Regions from separate parts of the Mus musculus genome. Here region 2 is linked to region 1. The links are chromatin contacts, called in public HiChIP or PLAC-seq maps. All regions are on one chromosome and are shown on one strand. The core of a region is the stretch at or near the end of the contact, and the rest is flanking DNA. Distances in the headings are between cores, read along the strand shown.

Region 1 (3,274 bases), core at 571-3,070:
TGAAACTCAATAGACCAGCCTGGCCTCAAACTAAGACATCTGCCTCCTGGGACTAAAGGCATGGGCCACCGATGACCTAAAAGGCATAGTCCCCGCCTCTGGTAATAAAGGCACAGGACCACCCCAGCCTCCGTAGTTTTTTGAGACAGTGTTTCTAATTGGCTTTGGAGCTCACCAAGTAGGTTATATTACCTAGTTAGCAACCCCCAGCTTTGTCTTTCTCCAAAAATCCCAATGACTGAGGTGGCGGAGTCTTTGCCTACCAGGGATAGGGCCCTGGGTTTTAATCCTGGAGGGCGGGGGGTGGGGGGGGCACAAGCTAGGATAAAATACCTACAAATCATATGCATAATAAAATATTTGTTCACCAAATATATAAATCACTTTTATAAAAAGTATTAATCACTTTTTCTTGTGGCTGGAAGCACATAGCTGACAAGATGAACTTCAGGGAGGAGGGTTTGCTTTGGCGCACAGTCTGAGGGATCGGGTCTGTCACAGCAGGAGGGCATGGCAGTAGGGGCCTCCTCAGGGTGGGAGTTTATATTGGCCACTTGCTCACCTCTCCACAGGGCAGGAAACTGGAAGCGCTCACACACAAAATAAAAATAAATAGATCATTTCTTGAAACTCTTCGAGCACATTTTAAGAAAATCTTTTCTCTGTGTGTTTTGTCTGTGCGGGAATACGTGCATCACAGGCTGCAGAACCCAAAGAAGTCAGAAGAGGGCAGCAGACCTGTGACTTGAGTTACAGATGGTTGTGGGTGCTGGGGAGTGAACCCTGGTCCTTTTACAGCAAGTACTCTGAACCACAGAGCCATCTCTCCAGTACCTTCAATCACAACCTTGATAATTGTAGGGCAAATCCTTATATTTACATTACTCTGTATGTCACTTTTCTTGCTTATAAAGTAGGGATAATGATATCATTAAATCTTTCTGCCACGGTGTGTGTGTGTGTGTGTGTGTGTGTATACATGTACAAATGAACTTCCTAGAACAATTTCCAAACTGAAAGTGACTGTCTTCCTGGAAGCTGAGTGAACACATGGGTGCTAAAGAGACACTAGCCCAGATGTCCCTACACCCTCACAGTGTTGATTGCTGGCTACAAAGAAACAACGAGCTCCCAGCTCAGAACTCAGGGACAGGGAGAAAGCAAAACAGCCCTGTTTACCTGCCTGTTCCCTGGAGAAAGCTACAACCCCCACCCCCACATCACAGGCAGAGCAAACCAAAGCGTTGAGACAATATACCCTTCCCTGCCTTCCCCCTGCCAGGACTACTGGTCACTAATTACTTAGCAACCTAGAGAATCTACCAGGACCCCAGTTAGGTACCCGAAGATATAATTGCTCCCTAATTAGAAAAAGTTGTCAAATGGGAACAATTCTATCTATTCTTCATTTCATCTCTCCCTCAAGCCACATCTCTCTGCTTCTCCTCCCTCAGTGGGACCGCTTCCTGTGGGTGGGGGAGGGAGGGTACCAGAGGCCCGTGACAATCACGATCCTCTGCTCAGTCCCAGCCTCTGATGGGCTTCTATTCCCAGGGATCCCTGCACTTAGTGGTTTACTCTGGGGCCATTTAGGAAACGCAGGGGGCGTGGCTTGTCAATTATTCCTGTAGCTCTGGCTGGAGGTCCCAGCCTGCCTTCCGAAAGTGCTCAAAAGTGATTTTTCTGGGCTGCAAAGACCGTTGGACCTGAGACAGCTGACATTTGGCTCAGGAAATTGGGAGTTAAGAGGAAACTCCACAGGCCGGGCAGCTCTGCTGATTCAGTGTTCAACCAGTATTCAGGAAGCTGTGGGTTCAATCCCCAGAACTTCAGAAAGGGGGTGGGGGTGGGGAGCTTGCTCCACATATGCAATGAGCACATGGGACATGGAAGCAGGAAGATCAGGAGTTCAAAAACATCCTCTGCTACATAATTGAGTTTAAGGCCAGACTGGGCTGTGTGAGATCATCTCAACAAACAAACAAATAAACAAACAGAAATGAAACAATGACTGGATAGAGTCAGGTCAGGCTGAGCTATTGGGAGGGTATGGGGATGCAGTCAAAGCTGAGGCTGCTGGTTGTGAGGAACTGAAAAGGCCTCTCTCTGACCTGGAGGTATGTGGGCTTCACCCAGTGAGCACAAGGCAGTCAGCTAGCAAAGAAAAGTCACTCCAGCCACACAGAACTGAAGGGCTGCAGGCCAGGCCAGGATGCTGGAGCCTGGATGACTCCAAATGGCTTCTGGCAGACAGAGAAGGCCAAGGGGGGTGTGAGCAGATGAAGCCCAGTGGCCCGTGATTTGCCTTTGTCACATCCAGCAGACACCATCCTCAATGGACTTCAAACTCTGCCACGGAGTAGGGAGGTTGAGGAAAGGGAGGGAGGACCTCAGGGTGCAGGGAAGACCAGAGTCCTATCCATTACACAAGTCACCCCTGAGACACTGGAAGCAGAAGCTGCCCAGGGTTTATAGGAGGGGAGTTGAAGGCAGTGACTGCCAATGGATGTAGGGTTTTGTGTTGGTGTGATGACAGGTTCTACTCCTGTCTGGGGACTGAGCAAGAAGAGGAAAAGCCACAGTGTGTGACACATGCCTCCAAGTGTCTTTGAACAAGCTGGAGGCCTGGCCATCCAGCATGCCTCTGGCTGCCCTGCCTACTGCCTCCTGACACCAAGAAGGATGGCCATCGGGACTGCTCTGTACCCAACCACCAGGTCTGGGCTGAGTAGCAGGGGAAGGGGTGGCGAGGGTCGCTGTTAAGAAGCCACAACAGAAGGATGGTTAAATCTGGGGCCAGCGGGAAAAGACAAGAAGAGGGGTGGGGATACAGTACAGTTGGAGAAATGCTTGCCCAGCGCAAAATGACTCACTGGGTCAAACAAGCCTCAGGACCAGGCTTTGGAACCCATGGGTATACACAGGAGCTGGGCAGGTGCAGCAGGGAGCGGGATGCCCAGGTCAAGCCGGCTAGTCTGTCTAGCAAGTGTCTGACTCTGGCTTCCACTGAGAGACTATGTCAAGAAAGTGAAGAACAATAAAAAAAAAAAAAAAGACACAAAAAGACACGCGCCATCAGCTTCAGGTCTCCACACGTGCACACAGGCAATCCACACATTGGCATGCACACATGACCACACACCCCAGATGGAAATACACACCCACACCCACACCCACGAGAGAGAGGAGAGAGAGAGAGAGAGAGAGAGAGAGAGAAATTTGAGGTCATCTTTGCCTTCCGAGCCACTTTGGAGGTCAGCCTAGAATATAGGAG
Region 2 (3,274 bases), core at 217-2,716, 510 kb before region 1:
AGTCCACATCTCTCAGTGCCCTGCCCACTGGCTATGAGATCTCTCCACCGCCCCTGGAGAGAGGGTTTCTGATGGGATTACAGGCAACGGGTGTTCAGGAATGGAAGGCTGTGAATGCATGGGGGAACTCTGAGATCCAGCCAAAGAAATAGATTTCTGTTAGCAGCAACGAGGCAAAAGTGTTCAGAGAAACCAGTAAGAACCAGCCAGAGGCCAGCAAGCTTGGGGTTCAGCTGGCCACTGGCTTTAAGCGGCTGGTGGCCTTAGGGGAGGGGCCATTCTTCTCTACGCCAGTTTTCAGCAACTAGAGCAGTGATTTTTCAGTCTTCCTAATGCTGTGACACTAAGACAGTTCCTCATGCTGAGGTGACCCCTAATCACAAAAGTATTTTGTTGCTACTCTGTAACTGTAATTTTGTAACTATTATGAATCATAATGTAAATATCTGATATGAGACCCCTGTAGGGCTCTTGACCCACAGGTTGAGAACGTCTCTACTAGAGGAAGCTGTTTCTTGAGTCCTCTCCAACTCTGGAGCCTTGCAACTCAGGAAGGCCGAGAGCCACATGGAAGGGGAAGCTCACCTTTTGACACCACCAGGTGAATACTTCTGAGATAAATTATCCTGGTATTTACAGCGATCCCACAGTGATAGATGCCCGAGTCACTCATCTTGAGCTTAGTCATGGTGACAGTGAAGAAGTTGAAGCGAGAAGACTGCTGGATGAGGAATCTTGGCTTCTCGGCACTTTTGCTGACGAAGAGGTAACACAAGTTGTCTATTTGCTTACACCAGATCTTCTCATCGGAGTGGTAGAGCGAATCATACCAGCATGTCAAAGAAACAGTCTCACCCTCCTGTGCTCGAAGTAACTCTGGTTTCTGTGTCCAGGAGCCTGGGAATAAATGTTTCATGTCAGAGAGCCCCCATCCTCTGCAGCAGCAGGAGGAGATGGGTTCCCTTCTCAGGGAGAGAGAGACCCTCTGTGTGTCTATGCTCAGAACTTGTTGCAGGCAGCGGCTGGCCACAGCCCCCCATGTACTCTGCCCTCACAAGCACAGAGCCCCATTGTGCACACCTCCTGTCCCCTGCCCTCTCTTCAACCTGGTTTTTTCCCTCTGTCCTTGTCCCTGTCCTCACCTGAGGCCAGGAGCAGCAGCAGCACTGGGGAGAGCAGGTATGTGGGCTCCCAGGCCATCACTGAGTCCTCCTGAGCTGTGATGTTGAGCAAGAAAGGAGGGGCGCTCTGAAGAGAGAAGAGCAACCCTGGGCAGGATTCAGGAGCCACCACAGCCAGTTCTGCAGGAGCTGCTAAGGAAGGCAGAGACCTCTGTGGATGAGAGAGAAGCTGGGCAAGGCCTGTGCAGTCCTGTGGATCCTCCAGCTACAGCCCTGCTCTGAACTAGATGAAAGCTCTCAGAGACTCTGATCTCCTGCCTCACAAGGCCAGGCCTGAGGAGAGCTGAGAACACCCAGGAGGAAAGTGAAGTAAGAGAATTCTCATTTCTCCTCCCCGGCCAGTTCCGCCACTTCCTCTTTAGCTTAAAGTCTCTGTTCTCCACCCAAGATGCACCCACAGAAGGCAGGTGACAGAGTCAGAGGCCCTTTGGAGACCTGGCTAGAACTCTAAGCCCTGCTTGCCCTCAGGTTAGACCCTCCTACCAGCCCACCTGTCACATGTGGAGCAGAGGCCATGAGAGGAAAGGAGATGGGCATTTATTCTCAGGAATGGAGGAGCAAGGGAGTGGGCAGGAGCCTGGTCAGGGTGGGGGATGGGAAAGCTGGGCATGAAGGAAGACTTCAGAATGGGGGAAGGGAAAGGGGAGCCCCAGGCCCTATGTTACCCCACACACCCAGTTTCCCAACATGCCACATTCACTGCTAAGAATTTGATGTATTCATTAAACATTTTAAAAATAGTTGTCACAGGACAGTGAGATGCTTCAGCAGGTAAGGACACGTGCTACCCAGACTGAGAACCATGACCCACAGGCTAAAATGTGAGACTCAATTCCCAACAGCAGTGTGCTCGATTCCACACAGAAAAAAAAAAACTTAAAGTAAATAAATATGCATGTCAGTGCATGCACTATGAAATATCAATAGCTACAGGCTGTTCCCAGTTATCAGATAAGTAAGGAGAAAACCAGGCATGATGGTGCCTGACTATCATCCTAGAACTTAGGAGGCAGAGGCAGGAGGATGGAGAGGTCATGTTTATCCTTGGCTACGTAGCAAGTTCAATCAGGGCTACATGAGGCCTGTAGGCAGCCGGCCTAACCCTAAAAGATGGCGCCGGTCTCCGGTACACCCTCACCATAAACAACACTACTGCGCAGGCGCTAGCCCGAATCTGGCGCCAACCCCTCCCAAGCGGGTGCATGCAAATTAAAGTGCCGGCAGACTGACCAATCCCAGGAGGACACATAGCCCTCCCCAGTGCTGGGGTGTATATAAGCAGTCCTCCCTGGGTTCCCGGGGTTCCCTTAGCATTGAGGCGTTCCTGCAATAAAGCTGTTGAGAGGAATCCGACCGTGTTGTGTTTTTCCTTGCCGGACAAGGTGAGCACAACAGAGGCCCTGTCTCAAATAAACAAATAAATAAAAATAAAATGTAAAAACCTGTAATAGTGGGGAACCTTTAAATGGAAATGCAGGGTTTCAGGTAGGATGCCAGGGAGCAAGGGCTGAAGCCGATGGGCACAGGACTTGTGAAAGGCTCTGCGGAAGAACGGGACAGAGGAATGAGCGTTGTGCAGGCACTGGGGAAGTGCAGGTCACCCTGGGAGGAGGCCTGAGAAGTGGGAAAGTCTTTAATCAAGTTGGCAAAGGGATGCCAAGCCTTTAGATACCAGAATCAATCAGCCAGTGGCAAGACAAGGTGTCTAGGGGTGAGTTGGGCCTTGGCAGGTTGACATTCTGCAGCTGAAGGGCTAGCTAGGTGACTCCTCACCACTCCCAACATGAAGCAGGAAGTCCGAGGATGCTGAGGGCAGACCTGCAGCATCCTTCCCAGTGAACAGAGCAAGGCAAGCCTTCTGCAGCCACTGTGTAAACTCTATGGGAGAGTGCACAACTGTGGCCGCAGGGTTATTTCACCTGCTCCTTGCATGTAAGACAACCAGCCCTGTGAGGGGTGGTCAGTCCCTACAGCCTTTAGCTCATGAGACTGTTGCGAGGCAGGCAGCATCGCTGGCCTGTCTGGTACCCTAGCTGGTTATGCCCCTCCCAAACCTAAGTCTACATTGCTTCTGGCTCTGCTAGATCTCAAGA

Evidence for each region. HiChIP or PLAC-seq counts read pairs in DNA pulled down with a chosen protein or histone mark.
Region 2: an H3K4me3 HiChIP or PLAC-seq map of bone marrow-derived macrophages shows a contact between it and region 1, with 3 times the contacts expected there. The contact joins the promoter of B430306N03Rik here to the enhancer-like site in region 1. A contact is called at or near these places in 3 of 115 datasets of contacts at active chromatin or transcription factors (T-cell acute lymphoblastic leukemia, bone marrow-derived macrophages and large pre-B cells) and 1 of 9 other capture datasets (embryonic stem cells).

The regions. Positions count from the first base shown.
Region 1 is chr17:47,801,312-47,804,585 of GRCm38.p6, reverse strand. No RefSeq gene overlaps it. Among named protein-coding and RNA genes, the nearest start is that of Tfeb, 17 kb to the right of the region's middle. Within about 2 kb of position 1,820, at least 15 of the 459 cell types and tissues checked have an H3K27ac peak or open chromatin away from gene starts, as enhancers often do. A contact at or near this core is called in bone marrow-derived macrophages, where this site is marked.
Region 2 is chr17:48,314,354-48,317,627 of GRCm38.p6, reverse strand. B430306N03Rik (RIKEN cDNA B430306N03 gene) reads right to left here and starts at 1,466. Exons shown (of 6, transcript NM_177083.4): 1 at 1,143-1,466; 2 at 586-897. The coding sequence starts at 1,200.